2 separate regions of the Gossypium arboreum genome follow, and region 2 is linked to region 1. A link is a contact called in public Hi-C data. All regions are on one chromosome and are shown on one strand. Each heading gives the region's core, a stretch centred on a gene start, on an enhancer-like site or on the middle of the called end of the contact. The rest is flanking DNA. Distances are from core to core; before and after follow the strand shown. Region 1 holds the start of LOC108465852 (membrane-associated kinase regulator 5-like). Region 2 holds the start of LOC108450773 (S-type anion channel SLAH2).

What was found. A called contact is a pair of places that touch in the nucleus more often than the background predicts.
Region 2: a Hi-C map of leaf shows a contact between it and region 1, with 7 times the contacts expected there. The contact joins the promoter of LOC108450773 here to the promoter of LOC108465852 in region 1. A contact is called at or near these places in 2 of 5 Hi-C or Micro-C datasets (both in leaf).

What each region holds. Positions count from the first base shown.
Region 1 is chr8:85,985,641-85,990,793 of ASM2569848v2, reverse strand. It overlaps LOC108465852 (membrane-associated kinase regulator 5-like), which reads left to right and starts at 3,837. Exons shown (of 3, transcript XM_053031566.1): 1 at 3,837-4,809; 2 at 4,889-4,934. The coding sequence starts at 4,029.
Region 2 is chr8:86,239,906-86,245,020 of ASM2569848v2, reverse strand. It overlaps LOC108450773 (S-type anion channel SLAH2), which reads right to left and starts at 3,106. Exons shown (of 7, transcript XM_053031511.1): 1 at 2,935-3,106; 2 at 2,658-2,726; 3 at 2,419-2,538; 4 at 1,842-2,330; 5 at 989-1,759; 6 at 867-898; 7 at 122-782. The coding sequence starts at 2,532. The coding sequence ends at 407.

The DNA of each region.
Region 1 (5,153 bases), core at 2,588-5,087:
GATCTGAAAAGAATGGAAATTGAGTTTCAAGTTGGGGATAGAGTATTTTTGAAAGTATCTCCATGGAAAAAGGTATTGAGATTTGGTCGAAAAGGTAAACTGAGTCCACGATTTATCGGACCGTACGAGATCACCGAAAGAGTTGGACCGTTAGATTATCGTTTGGCATTGCCACCCGAACTAGAAAAGATTCACGACGTGTTCCATGTATCCATGTTAAGGAGATACCGATCAGACCCCTCTCATGTAATTTCACCGATTGAGATTGAAATTTGACCGGATATGACTTATGGAGAGGAACCGGTTAAGATATTGGCTCACGAATTTAAACAATTGAGAAATAAAGATGTGGCTCTTGTAAAAGTTCTATCGCTTTGACATGTTGTAGAAGAGGCTACATGGGAGTCGGAAGAAACTATGAGAAGTCAATATCCGAATCTGTTTTCTGGTAAGACTTTCGAGGACGAAAGTCCCTAAGGGAGGGAGAAATGTAACATCCCGAAATAGGGCCTAGTCAAAATAGTGGTTTCAGGGACCACAAATCTGACATCAAAATATTTATTTTATGATTATTATGAGGCCTAAAATATGAGTATATGCGTGTGTTAAAGCTTCATGAAGAATTTCTAAGTATAAGATGTCCAATTGGAAATAAGGGACTAAATTGAATAAATTGCAAAACTTGGATTCTAGAATCAATTTGTATGAAATTGCTTTAGATTATGAATTGGAAGTTCATGGAGAATAATTTGCCCAAAGTCTAAATTTTTGGACAAAAATGGGCTTGCATGGATGAAATTTTAAAGAAAGGGCATAAGGGCATTTTGGTCATTTGTCATTTTAATGAAATAAAATGGGAAAAATGAACCAAAATCAACTCATTTTCTCCTTCATCCAGCCAAAACTTCAAGGGTCACCATAGTTAGGGTTTTCAAGCTTTCCAAGCTAAATAGTAAGTGCTCCCAAGCCCCGTTTTTCATGTTCTTTGTATTTTTGAAATCCAGTAGCTTGCTCTCTCCATTTCTACCCATATTTCATGCTAGGGTTCATGTTCAAAAATTTACCCATGCATGAGTTATTGGTATTTTGATGGATTATTGAGGAGTATGAAAGATAAATTTGTGTTAAACATCTTTTCCAAGTTAGTTTTCATGAGAAACCCTTATAGGGTCTATTTTGCAAAAGATGTAAATGTGTGGTAGAAATGGGGAAAATAATGAAAAATGTGGGTTGCCATAAGAGAGAAAAATGTTCGGTTAGGCTTGTGTAAGATAGAAATTGCAGGTGTTTCATTATACGAGCCTAAGGACTAAATCGTAAAAATGTCAAAGGTTAGGGGCAAAACGGTCATTTGGACCGCAGGTAGATATTAAACTTGAAATGTATAATGTGGGGTATTAATGAGTTAATTTTTCTGTTATAGACCTCGAGAAACAAATTCCAGAGGTCGATCGTGGTAAACGCAAGGTTTCGGAATAACCGAAACACAATCCCGAAAAGAATACCAGGTAAGTTCGGATAACTTAAAGTAAACCCCTAATATGAATAATTGTATGATTTATAAATTCATGATATTTGCATTTATTGATGGTATGAAAATGCATGAAATGCACCTTTGGTAACGACTTGTTGATAACTATCTTGGTTGAGGTTAAAAAGGGGATTCGATGGAGAAACCATGTTTTACATGTGAATTGAGATCCTGCATGTGTTGCAGTAAGGATTTAGCTGGGACGGGTAATCCGTTGGTCTCAATTATGAAAAGTATCTAGCCCGAACTGATAATGATACATTGATGGATTGAGTATAATGAAATGATAATATATGGTATACATTGATATTTGAATTGGTTATGAAATGTTTGTATGAGATCATGATATGTGATTTGGTTTATAATATGAAATTGAAACATTGGTTACCCTATTAGCTGTACAGACAGGGTCAAATATAGTTGACATGTCATAGGGTTAGGTAAAATGATTAGAAACCATTGTTGTCGGGCAACTCGGGTGGTAGAATGTACATATATAATAGTCATCATTGACGAGCAACTTGGGATGGCAATATATCTAGATTGTGAAAGTCATAGTTGTCGAGTAACCCGGGATGGTAGTATGTACATGTTCCAGTAGTCATTGTTGCCAAGCAATCCGGGATGACAGAGTAATAGATCTGTGTATCCATTCTAAGTTTGTGTCTCGTTAATAGGGTTATAAAAACATGAATTGGTAACATGATAAACGAGATGAATATGATTGAATTAGTATGTTTGTATATATGTGATATGTGGAAAACGACAGCATGTGAAAGACATGCGATTTGGTTTAAACAAGCCCTGGGGGCTGAATTAACTTTGAACAAATCAATAGAATCAAGAAAGAGAAATTGAATCTTAAAATAAATGATAGAATAGCCTCGAATGAAAATGAGATTAAATATCATATTGGTACATGAATGTATATGTATGTAATTAAATTAGATATGTTGCATCTTTGTTAATAGAAAGGATAGCATAAAATGTTATTTTGATTATTAAATGAAATGGTGTATGAGAATAATATTTGAGTATTAAATATACAATTTGATTTGGTTGAATTGTGGTATATATTGGTTGAATTCTTATAGTAAATATGCTTATTTTGTGACTTGAATAATGAAAGTATTACTGAGCTTTATCGCTTACAGCACGATTTGTTTATTTAGCATATAGCTTACAACCCTCGGCTTAGAAATGTTTGTATAGTCCCTTTCATTTTGATATATGGCATGTACCTAGGTTTGAGTTGGTTTTGATATTAAATTGGATAAATGTTTTAATTAGGTACCATTTGGAACATTTGCAAATAAACGGTTACGTCGCGACATCGAGCTCTTAACGTCGCGACAAGATCAAGTCAATGAGTTGTGTCACGACCAAGAACCCTTGAAGTTGTGACGTCAATCTAATAATTGGTAAACTTTATAATTTGGTCCTAGTTTAACATCGGGTTGTAAAAGAGTTTTCGTAAGCTCATATAAAACTTGAAAATGATTGTATAACATACTCAAAAGGACTAATATAATATTAGCATGTATTCATAGTTATATAGAATTGCATTTAATTATAATTATTTCGACAACAAATTTAATATCACGTAATTCAGATGTGATGACTTGATCGAATATAGAATGTTGCAGCACCTAACAGTTAAATGACTAAATAGATAGTTTATAAAAAAAAATTGAAAGATAAATTTTGAATAAAACCCCCAAAAAATAATATCACATGCAAACAACTATGAAATATAATAATTGTAGTGACGGGGGATTGCGCGAGACACTGCAGGTGCAGGAGTCCCAATTTGCTGACAATTCTGAAGGAATTAAAAATGGCTGCAACTTCACGCAAAATATAATTAACTGCTTTGCAACTTGCAAGTAAAAGTAAAACAGTCATACCTACATTATAATACAGTAATCAAAACTAAAGCTACCCCACCTACAAAATTTGGACTACATAGGCATTGACAGTAATTTTTTTAAAGAAAGCAATAATTAAAATATGAAAATCTATATGGATAATATGGTTACTGTATTTTATTCTATCTATTAAAATAGATAAATTAATTTTAATTAAATAAATTATTTTTAATATACATTAAATTAAAAATAAATTAATTATTTTATTAAAAGTTTTATTTATTTTAAGATTAAAAACTTATTTTATATATTAACATGATATATATATAACATATCGATATAACAATGTAGTTATTCTAAAAAATTTAATTTTTAATTTAAGAAATAAATAAAAGTTTTCATATAAAAATTAAAATTTTATTTTATTTAACGTCAAATAAAATGCAATCTTACTTGGGGGAGCATGATACTTTTAAGGATATTATCCATTATTGAATTACAGAAGACTCACACAATCTCTCTGGCTTCTCCCTTGAAACGCCCATAAAACGCAGGCAAAGCGGTGAAGTTTCTCTCTTAGATTTTGACAAGTAAAACTGTAAAAAAGCCTTTTGTCTCTCTGTTTCCATATGGAAGCTCTCAAATTTCTGAGGTTTTGGAAACCTAGCTGTGTGGCTATGAAAGAGAACCAGACCCAACGTTGTTGTGGAAGCATCGAAATTCCACATCATGAATTGGATGAAGAGGACGACTCTTTCATCGACTTGGAGCTTCCTTTGCACCACTTCAACCACCTCCATCTACGCACCCTTCACAAAACACCTGATTTCCAGCATGATTCGGCTAAGAATGATGACTTCCCCTTGTTGCCAATGCAGAATGATCATTTCTCCAAAAGAAAGATCCTCCCCATTGACCCAACCTCCAAGCCTCAATCTCCCTTACACCTGTTAAACTCTGCTCCCAAATTTGGAGCTTTTACTCTCAACAAGTCCAAGTCAATGGCAAATACCAGTAAAACATGTACTCCCCAGAGAAAAGAGTTGATCGGTATTTCTATGGAGACCCCAAGGCATGAAGAAAGGAGCAGTTCGAAAGATCTGATACAGAAATACTTGAATATAATAAAGTACGTAAAAATCTCCAAAAAAAGCATTCCAAGTGACAAGGCAAAGGTCTCACTCTCACCCTCAGGTGAGTTATCAAAGGTGGCTTCTCCGGCAACGGTGTATCCCATGAAAGGAGTACAGGGGAGTGTTTCGACAGGGGTTTGCAAGCAATTGGTAAAGAGCAGATCAGCCTCGTATGCAGCATCCCCAATTAATCGGAAAGATGATTCCTTGCTACTCCGACACGATGCGATTGAAAGCGCCATTTTGCATTGCAAGAAATCTTTCAATTCCTCATCAGGTAATTAGTTGTGTTTTTAAGCTAATACTAATCATTTGGTTTAATTTGGAATTGGATCCTTGGCTTGTTTTGACAGCAGAATCATCTTGGTTGTCGAGATGTACAAGTGATTCTTCAAAATACAAGTTAAGCAATGCATCTTCTTCTACAGGTCATGGTTTCAGATTCTATTTCTTATACTGTTGTTTGCACTAATTATCGAGCTCTAATTACTAATTAAAGTCTTTAATTTCCTCAGATTCTTCTCTTTCGTCCACGAATTACAAGCAATTATTATCACCTGAATAGAAACCTTGGGATTTATTATCATGATTATGTACGAAAGATGTAAACTGATAAGAACA
Region 2 (5,115 bases), core at 1,857-4,356, 250 kb before region 1:
TGTGAGAAATTTTAAAACAGTTACTTTCCATGCCCTCTTTAGTGTCTTAGTAGGAAATAGGAATATGGCTCCTCTAATTTGATTGAATTACAACTCCCAATTAAAATTGAAAACTCTCGCATTTTTTAAACACAACTTTAGTTTTATTCAACGCAACAACTTATTACATCAACATCTGTCACATACACTCTGCAATTTACAACTAATCAAACTTTCAACACTTTCCTTCACCCTCTCTGCTGAAACTCCCACAAACCTTCTTTTCTCTCTACACACATGGTCACTGGAAACCTTCAAAAACTCCAAATTGGACGTTCCTCGCATGTCTGACTGCTTAAGAGGGAAGAACCTGATGAAAGTTGAACCTAAGGCTGATCACAGTGGCACATGCATGAAGTTTCTAAACTCATTTAGCTTCTGCACTGGAAATTTTCAGCGCAGCTTCTATGTCTTTGGTGTCGCCATTTGCAAATTTCAAGAAAGTGTCAATGTCTGCATTATGCTCTGAGCTTCCATGTCTATTAAGATTGAACCACCTCCTATGAGATTTTGGTTTTCTGTCGCTAATAGCAATGGCAATGTCATTGGGGAAGAGGTCTCGTTGGACAAAGGCATGCAGTATAGTGGTCACAAGCAGAGCTGTTACTGTGAGTGTAGCAACAACAGATAGAATGACAGAAAGAGTTTGAGTTACTACATTTGTGACCGCACTTGAATATCTCATGGTTGCGATCGCAGCACCGGTCATCGGGAACGTGTACGCCCACCAAGCCAATGAGAACCTGTAAATAGAAGAGAAATTAGAATCAGGACTGCCTAAAACAACTTAACTATATATATGTAAGTTAGGGTAGTGCTGCACTAACTTGAATCCTCGGAAAAAGTTAATCCGAACTGCCTGCAAAACATGGTACAAATGTGCAACACTTTAGCTTTACTATGTGTGCAACTTATAAGTGAAGTTAGATCAACAAAGTGGCTAACTTACTAGTGAGAAATAGAGGAACAAGGCAATGAAGTAGGCAATCCGTGATCCATAATCGAAAGAGCCTTGGATGTTGGCCCATGCCATTGAAGCAACACTTGGTGCTGCAACAAACAGAAAGAATACAGGATGGAGCTCTTTGGGGAGTGTTTCATTTGTTGGAAGTCTCTGGTAAAGGGTTACAAAAAGGACTGTGTAATGAGCCAATCCAACTGCAAAGAAGAATACAGGGCCTTCTTTAAGCCCCATGGATGCACCCAATAGAGCTCCCACAAAGTTCCCAACAACTGAGAGATGGTTGGAAGGATTAGCCACCTTGGAAAGTCTTCGTTGACCACCTGACATCCACTGCCCATAGATTTTAAGCTCCAGACAGAGGAATGGCGTCATAAGAACATACCATAAAGCTACAGGCAGGGATGAAGCAACTGAAGGTGGCACCCCAATAGCCAAGAAGAGAAGAGATATCCAAGGAGCAAAGAAGAAGTTGACTCGGATGGGATGGTAATACTCTCTACGAACAGCTTCGAAGTAGAGTATCACTTTGGTAAGGTAGATGGAAGCAACAATGGCTACCAGAGCGACAGATATCCACCATAGGATGAGATTTACAGTGAGGCTGATGTGAAGAAATTTTGTAGAGGTAGCAGTGGCCAGTGTTTTCCACATAATAGCTTGGCTGCTAACTCCCAGACAGATACCAAATGAAGAGATTGGATACCTAAGAAGGAAAGGCCAAGTCTTGTCATCTGGAAGCACAATCTCCTCCGAAGCCTGTCAAGAGTGGAAACAGGTCGTTTATTAAAATCTCTTAATTTGGAGTAAAGGATTGGGGGAAGATGGGCACATTACATACCCTTAGGGTCTCCAACTCTGGTCCTTCAAGTGCATCAAAGTATCGGTCCACAGGTAAGGCTTCATTCTCTGAAGGTCTCACAGAGTCGTCTTCTGATTCACTTTCCTGCTGCCTTCCTCGTAAATTGGTTAGCTGCCTTTCAAGTTTCCCAGACCATGTTTTGAATGAATCGAACCTCTTGTCCTTGAACTTTTTGACGTTTGGATTTTGATTCATATTAGCTCCCTCCCCAAACACTGATCCTTTGGGCATTGGCTGAGACAGAAACTTGACTCCTTTAGGCTTTGCCTTACTACCCACACAAGATTCCGGAACTCCATTCTTGAAACCTTTGGCATTGTCCTGAACAAATAAAACATTCTTGGTGCCTGCTGAGGTAGCTCCTGTAGGAGATGAAGGCATGCTGATTGAAATAGAAAGCTTCCTCTGATGACCATTGGGTTGAGAACTATTGGTTGGATTTGGGAAAACAGGCGTTTCACCTTCCTGCTACCCAAACATAGCAATGAATTTCAAACATTGAATCATCAAAAGAGACCAAAGTAAGAGATGGCATATACCAAAGGATGTAACTCACCATGATGCTATCAAAGCCAGCCACTTCATTGGATGATATAAGTTTGAGGAGCTGTGGAACTGGTTCAGCAGGTTCCTGCAACTCTATTGAAACCGGATTCTCACCATGATCCATTTGCACCTAATTAATGGTTTCAATTTTGAAAAAGGGTCAGCTATATTGCAGTTTAACATCATAAAACCATACTTGGATATAACGGAAACAGAGATTAATGAATGCAAACCAACAAACTGCTTCACCTTGGAATATTTTCTGGAAAAATACCAGCCCTAATCTTATGAGGCCTGGAGATATGTAGAATGAATGTGCTGCCCAACAGTGAAAGAAGAACAAATAAGAAATGGGTTAAATAGGAAGTTAGAAAGAGAGAGAGAGATGTATGGAGCAGAAAAGAAAAATTTCAGAAGAACAGATGTGGTCCAAATAAAGAAGCACAACTAACACACGTTTTCCAGATATATAGGGTGACAGAATATATATATATATATATGTAGAAGAAGGATGTTGTATGGCTACCATGAGGACCATAAATTCACTCCAAATGTTCCAGCTAGTACTCGGTTTAGAATGTTTTAGATTGTTAGTTGATCTGCTAAGGATTACAGAGTTGATTGCGCTCACGCTCCTTGTCATCTTCATTATTACCTGTATTCCTATGATTTTTTTAATCAAAATTAGGTTTGACTAAATTAATTTTATTTTCAAACACAGAGGCTAAAAGCTACAAGTAAAAATGAGACTGCTGCCAGGCAATCGATTTCCGTTTCTAATATTTTTCTTTTTCTACAATCACATACCAATCACATTATGAAGTGAAATGAGGGAAGGCCAGCGGCGGAGCCCATTCAGGATGATAAATTTTTAATTTACTTCTTTTATAATTTATAACTTTAAATTAGTAGTAATAAAATTATATTTTAAATCTCAACAAATGATAAAATTTGAATATAAATTATTAAAATAATAAATTTATATTTTTATTAGTGATATCATGATTGTTATTATTATTATTATTTAGTGTGTGATGAAGCGCTACTAGTTCACAAATTTGTATGAATATTTAAAAATTACAATGAAATAATAAATTATGTGATAAAAGTATCATGAATGTTCATGTACTAAGAATTAAATTACATTTTACCCATTTATTAAAAAAATAGGCAATTTAATTCATGTACATTAGATTAAAGAGCAAAGTAGTCTTTCAGTATAAAATTCATTTATTTCTATTATTAAAAATCACCATTGTATATCATCATAAGATATACGTGACACGTTACATGTTATTGTCTAGTTGTTCTATCCACCACGCTAACTTTTAACAGTATAAAAAAACTAAAAATCTAATATAAAAAAATTAATTTACTTATTTTTAAATGAAAAGAATAAAATATAATTCGACTCTTAATAATGTTTTTTTACCCAATTCTCAGATATCAGCACACAAGAATTCATTGGAATGGAAACGAAGGCAAAAACAGGGAAAAAGAAAAGCTGGTCGGCCTTCTTCAATGGTTTGTCGTGTGGTTGTCCTCTTTGAAAGAGTCTTAGTAAAAATACAATTTCTACTTTTCTATTTTATGTCTAAAGAGAAAAAGGAAAGGAATTAAAAGAAGAATTCCCCTTTTCCTCTTGTTACTTTTGTCCATTTTATTTACTTTCTAATTTCTATTTAATAAACCGTACATTTTTCATAAACTATCAAATTTATTTATTTTTAGACATAATAATTTATTAACTTTACAGAAAAAATTAATTTTAGTTCTTAAACTTACATTATTTGTTAAATCACCTCCAAAATAAATAGAAAAGTGAACTTTTGTTAACTTTACAGACTTAGAATATAAGAAAATTGTCATCTGTATGTCACCGTATTAACAATTAATTAATTTTTAAAATTTAAAATTTAAAAACACTTTTACAATTTTTATACTTTTATGCTTTTGACTTTTTAAAATAATTTTTATAGTTTTTGAATTTTAAAAATAAAAAACCAATTAATTGCTAATGATGTGGCATCACGTGTATGTTACATTAACAAAGTTAACAAACGTTCATTTGCTCATCCATTTTGAGGTGATTTAAAAATAACACAAATTTAAAGGTTAAAAAATTTAAATAGAAGACTAAAATAACCTTTTTTATAAAGTTGAAGGATAAAATAAATCATTATGCATTATATTTTTCACATTATTCTTTTAATCCACCCTAAGGATAAATTTGGATAGACGGTGCATTTACCTACGGTTAGTATAAAAATAACAGTGACAATAAAATTAAATATTGTAACGTAAAACAAAAAGTAAACTAAATACATTGCACTTCACCGCCCATCCAAACCACCCTAAACATGTATATATACATTGTAAGGATAGATTGAAAATTGTCCATGCATGAAATCCGTTATTAGAATCACTCAAAGATTTAAAAGAATCTTTTTCACCATATGTAGTTTAATCAACTAAATAAATTATATGTTTCTAATGTAATCTATACCAATAATTATCTATACACGTTGGAGAAAGGAAAATAGATTATAAACATAAAAATTAAACCTTGCATCTAACGTCTATCAATTTGAATTTGCACAAGTTTTGCTTTTAGATTATAATTTATCAATAATTTTAATTAGGTCAAATATTATTCACTCATTAAAAATACAAAATAATTAAACTATATATAATTTAAATATTAAAA